Regions from separate parts of the Triticum aestivum genome. Here region 1 is linked to region 2. A link is a contact called in public Hi-C data. All regions are on one chromosome and are shown on one strand. Each heading gives the region's core, a stretch centred on a gene start, on an enhancer-like site or on the middle of the called end of the contact. The rest is flanking DNA. Distances are from core to core; before and after follow the strand shown. Region 1 has its middle 88 kb from the start of LOC123164726. Region 2 holds the start of LOC123166334.

Region 1 (4,636 bases), core at 708-3,207, 150 kb after region 2:
GAAAAGATACTTGACATTGGAAAAGCTCTAGCAAACGAACTACACGATCTTTTATGCTATGCTTAGGATTGGGTCTTGTCCATCACATCATTCTCCTAATGATGTGATCCCATTATCAATGACATCCAATGTCCATAGTCAGGAAACCATGACTATCTGTTGATCAACGAGCTAGTCAACTAGAGGCTTACTAGGGACACGTTGTGGTCTATATATTCACACATGTATTACGATTTCCGGATAACACAATTATAGCATGAACAATAGACAATTATCATGAACAAAGAAATATAATAATAACCATTTATTATTGCCTCTAGGGCATATTTCCAACATGAACTACTCCATAGTTTATGCCTTCCTGTAAAACAAACAATAAACAGAGGAATAAGCTAAGTGAGTGGGATCTACAAACTAATAAAAGAGGTTCAGTACACCAAGTACATGATATACCCACTAATAGTAGTATAAAGAGGTTTTTATAGTAAACAATGACCACTAACATCAACATGTTTATTAAAGAGGTTCAGGAAGGGTTCTATACACCAAGCACATGACATATCCATTATTAATAAATAAACAATCACCACTTGCAAAGTTCAGTAAACAATGAACACTGGCATCAACTTTTTAATTAAGTAGGAGCAAACAAAGTTCAGTAAACAAGGCATTAAGCACTTGTCACAATAAACAATAAGTACCATGCACTAATGACAACACAGAGCTAAACATAGATCAAGCACTGAACACAGCTAAACAACATGCTAAACAAAGCATTAAGCACTAACTAGGTTAAACAATGAGCAGCAAGTAGTAAACAAAGCCAATGAGCACCTTACACTAAACAGGTTCCGACGCATACCTTCTCACCACACCCAAGAAACCTCCTGCCAGTGTGCATCGCTTCAAATGCAACAAAGCGCTCTGCCGGCTTGCCATGTTCGCACAACACACTAACATCTGCGTCAATGTCGCTGAAATTTGGATCGTGCATGGTAGTAGGCAACTGCAGGAGCAAACAAAGCAAGCCCTAGCTTCAGATCAAGCTCATTCCCAAAATCCCCATTTCACAAACCCTAGCTCTGGCTATACATAACTTACCTTGATGATGCCGTGGCAGGAGGAGGTGACGTTATCGATTGAATCCCTACTGATCTCGCCGTCATTCCACGACACCATGGCGCGGCGGGGCAGCGGCCGATGGTAGGGGTGGCGACGGGGGAGAAGAACAGAGAGTGAGTGAGGGCGACCCAGTCCCGATTGGAACCGGTTTTGGCCGAGCCGACGCGTCCGATGTCACTGTAGCGCCGTCAGGCGGCGGTTGATCGCGTCCGTTATACTACGTCACCGAAATCGAGCCCCACCTATCATAATCGGGGATAAAATGCCCAAACAGACGAGTCAGTACTTTCTGTAAATGATTAAGCCCAGAATCGTTGTTTTTTGCAACAAATTTGTAGAAGATTGTTTTCTGCGAGCCTACGCTTCAATGTGGTGGTTTTTTGCAATTCGCTCTAAAAATATGTGAATGAAATACATTGAGTAAATTAAGCATTTTGTAGCCATTTCGTACCAATCAACCATAGCATGAGGAGTGACGGCCAGAAGCACGACCAGCTGAACAACCCAACATACTTTCAGGAGCCGAAGATACCCCAAGGCTGGTGTAGTATGAAGTGCGGAAGGAAAGAATAATGGATATAAGAATGGCACACAGGAGAAGAGAAGACCCGTGAAGTCAATGCCCAAACGAGAAGCACAGAAAGAAAGGAAAATTCATCAAGAATAAAAGGGGGAATACAGAAAGAGCGTGGGGCCCGGGTTGCTTGACGGCCCCACAGCAATAGCCACGTTTATGTTCTGATGAAATATTGGCATGCTCAAGTGGGCTTTAAGAAGTTGGGTGCGAGCTGCGAACTTGTAAAGGACAGAGACAAACAAAGGCTGGACCAGTAGATGATGAGAACCAAGGCACACATACATGATTGATTGATTGCTACCCTAACTTACTGAAACATCACAGGACCACTTCGTTCGGAATAAGATACCGGACGAAAAGCAGGAATGGTGGCAACGTGAGAGCGGCGCAAACATTTCTTCGACGGTGAAGAAGTGAAGCAGAAACGGGCGGCACTATAGAATTACTCCCTCCGTCCCAAAATAAGTGACTCGACATTGCAAAGGAAGTACAACATAGAGGCTGCCGTTCACGGAAATGCGCTTTGGTGGCCGAGCTACCTGGAGGCCGTTATCACATCCCTCAGTACTCGTCGTGATCAGCGCCAAGCGGGTATGAGGTACCGTATTTTCAGTTGTGGCTGTTGCACAGTGCCCGTATTTGCTGGCAAATAAACATCGACAGCTCACGTACACGAGTCGGCACAGCAGTGCGGGCACACTTGCCATCCCCGGCTCACGTACTACTGCGGCGTGAGCGCAAGGAAAGGGTTCACGCCGATGAGGCCATGCATGCAGGTGCTAGTACGTGATGCTCTTGGACAGCTAGAGTGATGATACGAAGCACACAAACGGCCGGGTTCTGGTGCAAATCTCTGAACAACATAGCACGGTGCTTGATAAAATAAAGTCAAATGAGTTAGCTGATGCGTGTAATCGATTTATATAAAAAAAATGGATGGCGTCGGGTAGGGTAGTATTCCTTTTTACATATTTTTTGAAAAATGTCATCATAAAATACTAGCGTGCACCTTATTTGTGCTGATTAAGAAACACTCCGTTAGTAAGCGTGGCTGGTTTAAGAATTGAAGGGTACTTATAGTCATACGGATTGCAAACCTTTGGTACAAAAAAAAAGATATCATTCCGTATGCGTGATTTATCTTGTGTCTGGCGAGTATCCGGTAATTGGTTTTTTTAGCTATTAGAGTTCCTTTGGGTTTTCACCTCTGGAAAACACCGATTAGTACACTCAAAATAGCATGGTGTTGACATGAGAGACACTGATGATATGACATCGAAGAACATAACGAGGATGCATCGTTCAATTGGTAAGGAATTCTTACTACTAGGGGATGATTGTTTTTCAAATCGCTAATATAAAAATCAAACAATTTGAAGGCATTTTTTAAATCTGTCAAACCAAAAATATATATTGAAATGTGATCAGAAAATAATGAGAAATCAGGTACACTATGCATGCGTAAAAAAGGGAGGGCAAAGGTTATTCCGAGTAGTGAAGAGAACAATTTGGATTATCCATAATTCAGCTAGTTTTTTTTTAAACCCATCAAACCGAAAAATGGTGTTTTGGAGAGGTTCTTGAATCTTTTTTTTTTTTGCGGGGGAGAGGTTCTTGAATCTAGTATCTCTTGATCCTGAATATCAATATAGGACGAACGAGATTCGTGGACATAAGCAACAACGAACTCCACCCCCCCCCCCCCCCCCCCCCCCCCCCAAAAAAAGATCACCGGCATCCACCCTAGGAGCCAAACTGCAACACATCCTAGATTATCATCTCATCAGAATCAGATCCAACAATAAGGTGCAGACGAAGTAGACAAAGAATGGCTGCAAATACAAAGCTAGACACATTTTTTGTTGGAAAGCATTGCAAGGGGGAACATAGATTGCGAGACTCGACAGTATTTTACCCTGAATCCGCTTCCTCAAAGATGAACTCCAGGCCATCGATGGCAAATCGTCACCCGCCCAGCCACTACACGCGAAGGTGATGAATGGTCTGACCAGGCAAAAAAAACTAAGCACTGCGTCTTTTTAGGGGTACTAAGCACTGTGTGGAAGTATTTTTATTTTTTAAGGATAGCAACTGCGTGGAAGTAAAGATATCTGCAGCGCCACATGTGCAAGTTTCAAAACAGCCCAGCAGGCACATGACGTGCATGCATAACGTTATGTACCCAAGGCCCATGTACAATTGCAACACCGCAGCCATGCCATCATTGTATTGCAATTTAATAGCCAGCGTATATATAGGAGAAAACAAATCAGCATACATCACAGCGCTATACTAGATGGCACAGATTTTGGCCTCCAGGTAGCTCGGCCACCAAAATGCCACACTCCTGCCGTTCATATCTTGTTGAGTTTAAATAAATTCAAGCGCTCAGTTTTGATTGCCAGAGGAAGGAGCGCCATACCTGGACAGGGGAAGGGAAGAGAGTGTGCAATGCTCAAAGTCGGTTGCCATCGCTGCTGGAGTCACTGGAAATCTTCAGACTCATTCCATGGCCGCGTCATTTTTCATACGCCGTCCATTGGGCTTGGCTGCCAGCCTGACTTCTCCATCGACCGCGCCGCAGGAACCATCACTACTGCAGCAGATTCCAGGCACGCCCGATTGCAGGTCAGGATCGAGCGACCGGCGCCGGCGCCCAGCGCAGACATCGCGACGGTCACCTCTGAAGGGTGCACTGCACTGCTGAGCCTGAGAGCGTCAAGGCTGGCTTTGACATTTCGTCCAACAGCGTGGGTGCACTGCACTGCCGAGGGCGTAGGCTGGGTCGCCCAAGCCCCACCACCAACCAGCGGTCTCCGTGCTCGATGGGGTCGGGCTCGGAGTCCCGTCGACGTCGACGTCGTCTCGGACTTCTCCTCGTCGTCGATCGCCTCGTGGCATTTGTTTTCCGGTGGTTTTCTCTTGGTTCAGTGGTAG
Region 2 (4,832 bases), core at 766-3,265:
CCTTTGCCCGTCAGGATCAGAGACAGGGCAAATAGATGGCACCTTTTTTAGCATGCGTTTCAGCTTCTTCAGAATGATATCCCGGGTTTTCTGCACCTGATCTTTTAACGGCTGTGGAACTACCCTCATGAACAACAGGATATGAACCGCAACATAGGCGAAAACAGAACAGACCAGCACCAATATGTAAATGGAAGACCTTAGTACTCTGCAACTCCCCGCGGCATATGCCCCCATGAGACTGAAAAGATCCAGGATCATGGTAAACTGCATCGAGCGAAGCCAGACATGCTTGCTCGCCACTCCCCTACTCAGAAGCAAGATGATCAAGACTAGAGAAGCAGCAAAGGCTGTGGCGTTGCAGTAAAAGAAGGCTTCGTATCGCCGGAAGAATTTAAGTGGGAGGAGAGGATCGCCGGCATGGCGGTCAAGTCTGTCCATCTGAAATCCCCCCGGCGGGCTCAACCCAGCATTGTAGGTGACACCAACGGCCAACACCGCCAGAAGTAGCAAATACTTCCGCAGCCTCCACAAGAACTCGAAATCATCCTTGATGCTGGATGACCTGTTGGGCGGACCTTGCCCATTGTTGTTGCCGGCCGCCTCGATATCCTCCGTCGCTCCGCTGGCGGCTGCTTCATCTGCCATCTGGCCATTGCCTGGCCCCGAAGCAGCCATGCCGTTCATCGGCGTGGTGGCCGGCTCGGGCTGCTCGCTGTTCGCCGTGTGAGCGTTCCCCGGCTGAGGCTGCATGTGTGAGCCGCCCTCAATCATGGCATGAGCTCTGAGCTTGTACCCAGATCAGGGTAACTGGTAAGATTAACTGCAAGCGGAAAAATGGCAGAAAATTGGCACTGGAACTTATGCATCCATGTCGAAGAGCCGAGCAGAGGAAGAGAGAGTAAGGATCATACCTAGAATGGGGAAGCTTCGCAATGCTCAGTTGCTCACACGGAATGGCTGCCCCGTCAGCCTAGCTGAGGTTGCGGCTTTGAGCTTGTATCTAGAGCGACGGCTGCTGCTCAGACTAGTGAGGGACACCTTGTGTGCTTCAAAGATAGCCGAGCTCTTCCGGCGTCAATAATGGTGTGAACGGAGGTGTGGACAGTGAACAAAAAGAGAGGGGGAGACCGGTGAAGTCAGTTAAACAAAGGAAAGAAACAAGGCAGGACCCCACGGCAATGTATCAGGCTATCATCTTATAGCTTATTAGGTTGGAGTTGGACCCAGTCATATCAAGAAACGGCTGTTAGAAGAGAGCCTAATACACCAAACAATAATGAACAAATTAACACGCATCTCAACTGTAAAATACTCCGGCATCGAGCTGGGTTGCTGGGTAATTTGGTTTGGAACACATGAATAAGCAAGAGTTAGCCAGTAGGGTACCTGGTACCAGGAGGCAGTGAAATGGAATCTGTGGACGGCGATGGTAAGCGGAGAGGGTGTGTTGACCGCTGACTGGCACACGACCACCACACACACCGTGGGTTCACACCGGCGTTCAGAAGCCACCTTGACAGGAACGTCCTACCGTCGTCCACTTGGCTCCGGCGAAGTCACCTCCGAGTCCGACCTCCTCGGCGCCTCGAGCGTCTCCGTCTTTTGACGTTTTAGCTCCGGCGTGCAGCCACTGTTCCGTGGAGCGCCCATCGCCGCTCGTGACTTGGCTCTTCTCCGGCCATTAACTGCCGTGCCGTTGTTAGGTACTGGCCGCGGTAGCTAGCTAGCTAACAGCACTGGTGCAGTCGCTAGTACGGTCAGCTCCGCTGCCGGCGCCCCGCTGGCCGCTGAGGCATTTGTTCGAACACCAGACGGGCACTGCTGGGGGGAGCAGAGCCGGGCGGGCCAGCCGCAGACAGGGCCTAAATCCGTCGTTGGTTGCCTTATCCTGCCAGACCTAGAGAGGGCAGCAGCAGCGTGCATTGATCCCGTCGACTGGCGCTCGGGGCCCCCGTCGACGACGACAGGGGCGTTCCAACCCGCTCTGGCCATCCATCCCCCCTGGATCGCCGGGCTCCTCGACTAGTCATTTTGTATGCTAGCTGACGTCACGAGAAAATTAGGGAATGACGTCACGTAAACAGTTTTTTTAACATCAGTACAGACACAAGCGCTCATATACATGCGCATACACCCACCCCTATAAACGCGCACACACACCCTACCCCTATGAGCACCTCCGAGAGACTGAGCCGGCATATCAACTTGAGATTTACGAAGTCACCGTAGGCGTCTCGTCGTCGACGGGAACGTCTCCTCCCACTGAGGGCGCATCGCCGGAAATCCTGAAATAAATCTAGGAATTATGCGAGCACCAGGATTTGAACTCTGATGGGTTGGGGATACCACTGTCCGCCTAACCATTTCAACCACAGGTTGGTTCGCCGTAAACAGGTTATCATAGGCTCCCTCCATCAAGTTTAACTCTTGGCATCTCCAACCGCTGACCCTAAATCTTACACCGTATAAGGATCAATCCGTGGACCTGGGAGCCTGACATCTAAAGCTATCCTCTGAATGTCTGCTAATACGCGTGGCGATCCATAAAAAAATTGGATTTTATGTCCTGTCAAACCGGCAATCTGAACCTTCACTTCACACTCAATCTACCGTTGTCTCGACCGCCTCCTTCTCCACCGCCTTCTTCTTGGTCATCTCCTTCTCAGTTATACCTGGGCATATCTCGGGCCGGGCTGGGCCAAACAAAGCCCGGTGCTAAAAACCCAGGCCCGAGCCCGGCTCGGCCCGGCCATCGGGTCTACAAAATTGGGCCTGAGCCCGAGAAAGCCCGACACGGCCCGGTCGGCCCAGCCAGACTACGGCTAAAAACATGTTTTGTGCAGGCCCGAGCCCGACCCGACCTGCCCGTCGGGCTCAGTTTCCAGGCCCGAGCCCGGCCCGATGTCACACTCGGGCTCAGCCCGGCCCGGGATTTTCGGGCCGGTTCGGGTCGGGTCGTCTGGGCCGGGCTGCCCATGGCCACGTCTATTCTCAGTCCTCTCCAACTAATCCTTCTACCGCTTTAACATCTTGAAACGGACGGCTTGCGATCATCCTTGTGGCGTCATCTAAATCCTCCATCTTCAAGGTCAACATCTTCGCGTCGTTCGAAGCGGTTGCGGTCTCAACCTTCTTCTCTTTGAACATGGTCATCCTCTCTTCGAGATTGAGCTTCTTCTCGGTCGCCGGCATCAACATGTTCAACATGTCGGCCTTGTTCCTTCTTGACATTAGAGTACTTGAAGTATGCCCCCTTCTTCGCCAAGATGTTCTCGAATCTCTCCTCCTCTTGGTCGCCGCCCTTTCTCGCTTTCCCTTCTTCTTCTCCCACTTCTTTCCCTGGAACCCTCTTGTAACCTTCTTGTGCAGTTCTATTGTTGGGTCTATTGGATCATCAGTTTCTTCCTCGGTGCCACAGGCGACGATCTTGGCAATGAATAGATTCCATTTGGGTTGTCCATTCAACCTCAATCAACAATGCATGACGGTGAAGCTCTTCTTATGCAACTTCAAGAACACATTGCATGCACAGGAAGGCTAGAAAATAAAACATTGTCAAATGACTATAAATGACCAACACAAGAATGCATATCCGGCCAACAATATGCATATCTGCCCAAAGTGACGAACACAACAATGCATATCCGACCAAGTGACCAACATAACAATGCATATCTGACCAACAATGTGCATATTCGGCAAAATGACCAAGGCAACAATGCATATCCGGCCTAATGACCAACACAACAATGCATATTTGGCCAACATGTTGCATATCTGACCAAATGATTTAGACAATAATGCATATCCGTCCAACAATGTGCATATCCGTCCAAATAGTCTAGACAACAATGCATATCTGGCCAAATGATGAACACACTTATTTGCTCGGAGATTTGCGCACCACTTGGCCACCGTGTGATGAGTTGCCTCGAGTGGCCGCAATACTTTTACATGGCCTCTTGGACGCTGTACCATCAATGGTTGACAAACTTTGCTCCATGGTTGCTGATGAGCCCGTTGGAGTAAGGCTCAAAATGCTTGTGTTCATGGAACCAAGAGTGAATGTTGGCCCAAAATGTTGAGCTCTTTTGTTCCGTGCCATGGATCGGATTGATGCTAGTGGCCAACCATACATCGCACAAAAAATCGTCATCCCACATGTTGAAGCTTTTCCCTCTACCCTTCTTCTTTGGATCGGCAGCAAAATCATTCGGATCATCGTCCTTGTCGTCCTCCTCCTACTTTCCGGTGGCCCAGCCCTGCTACTGTGTTCGTGCCCAGCTGGATGTACGTGCCGGAGTGGGTGTAGCTCGGCTGCATGCCCAACTAGGTGTACGTGCTGGACTGGGTGTAGCCCAGCTTGGTGTATGAGCCGACCTGGGTGGGCTCCAAGTCATCCACCTGCCTGTCCTCGTAGCAACCTTCTCCCCCGCCTCCATCGTGGATCATCTCAAACAGTCCCCCCTGTCCGCGGCGCGTACCTTGGCTCACATGCTTTAGGCATACCATCGAATAATGTGCGGGCACCCAGCTGCTCCACGCCCGACGTCCACGTGCGGATAAGCTCTGGCGATGCACACTCCGAGAAAAAGTAGCGGCGTCGCGCATGTTGACGCAGCAAGGCACTTGCATGGCGCCAGATGTCGGGGACTGGCTACTGAGCTCCGTGACGGCGTAGAAATACGGAGTCTTGTAATGCTCCGGCTTTTAGCAGCATCTGCACGGTCGACGACGACAGGAGGGCCCACGTCCCAGACTCCGCCATGCACCACGCCCGCCGCCTACACGACCACCACCTCCGCCGACCTTCTGCTTCTTGAGTGGTG

The links. A called contact is a pair of places that touch in the nucleus more often than the background predicts.
Region 1: a contact with region 2 is called in a Hi-C map of leaf, with 8 times the contacts expected there. The contact joins the enhancer-like site here to the promoter of LOC123166334 in region 2. A contact is called at or near these places in 3 of 5 Hi-C or Micro-C datasets (all in leaf) and 1 of 1 datasets of contacts at active chromatin or transcription factors (leaf).

What each region holds. Positions count from the first base shown.
Region 1 is chr7D:180,782,699-180,787,334 of IWGSC CS RefSeq v2.1, forward strand. No RefSeq gene overlaps it. Among protein-coding and RNA genes, the nearest start is that of LOC123164726, 88 kb to the right of the region's middle. Within about 2 kb of position 1,958, at least 1 of the 8 cell types and tissues checked has an H3K27ac peak or open chromatin away from gene starts, as enhancers often do. A contact at or near this core is called in leaf, where this site is marked.
Region 2 is chr7D:180,632,777-180,637,608 of IWGSC CS RefSeq v2.1, forward strand. It overlaps LOC123166334, which reads right to left and starts at 2,016. Exons shown (of 3, transcript XM_044584119.1): 1 at 1,390-2,016; 2 at 915-1,068; 3 at 1-823. The coding sequence starts at 774.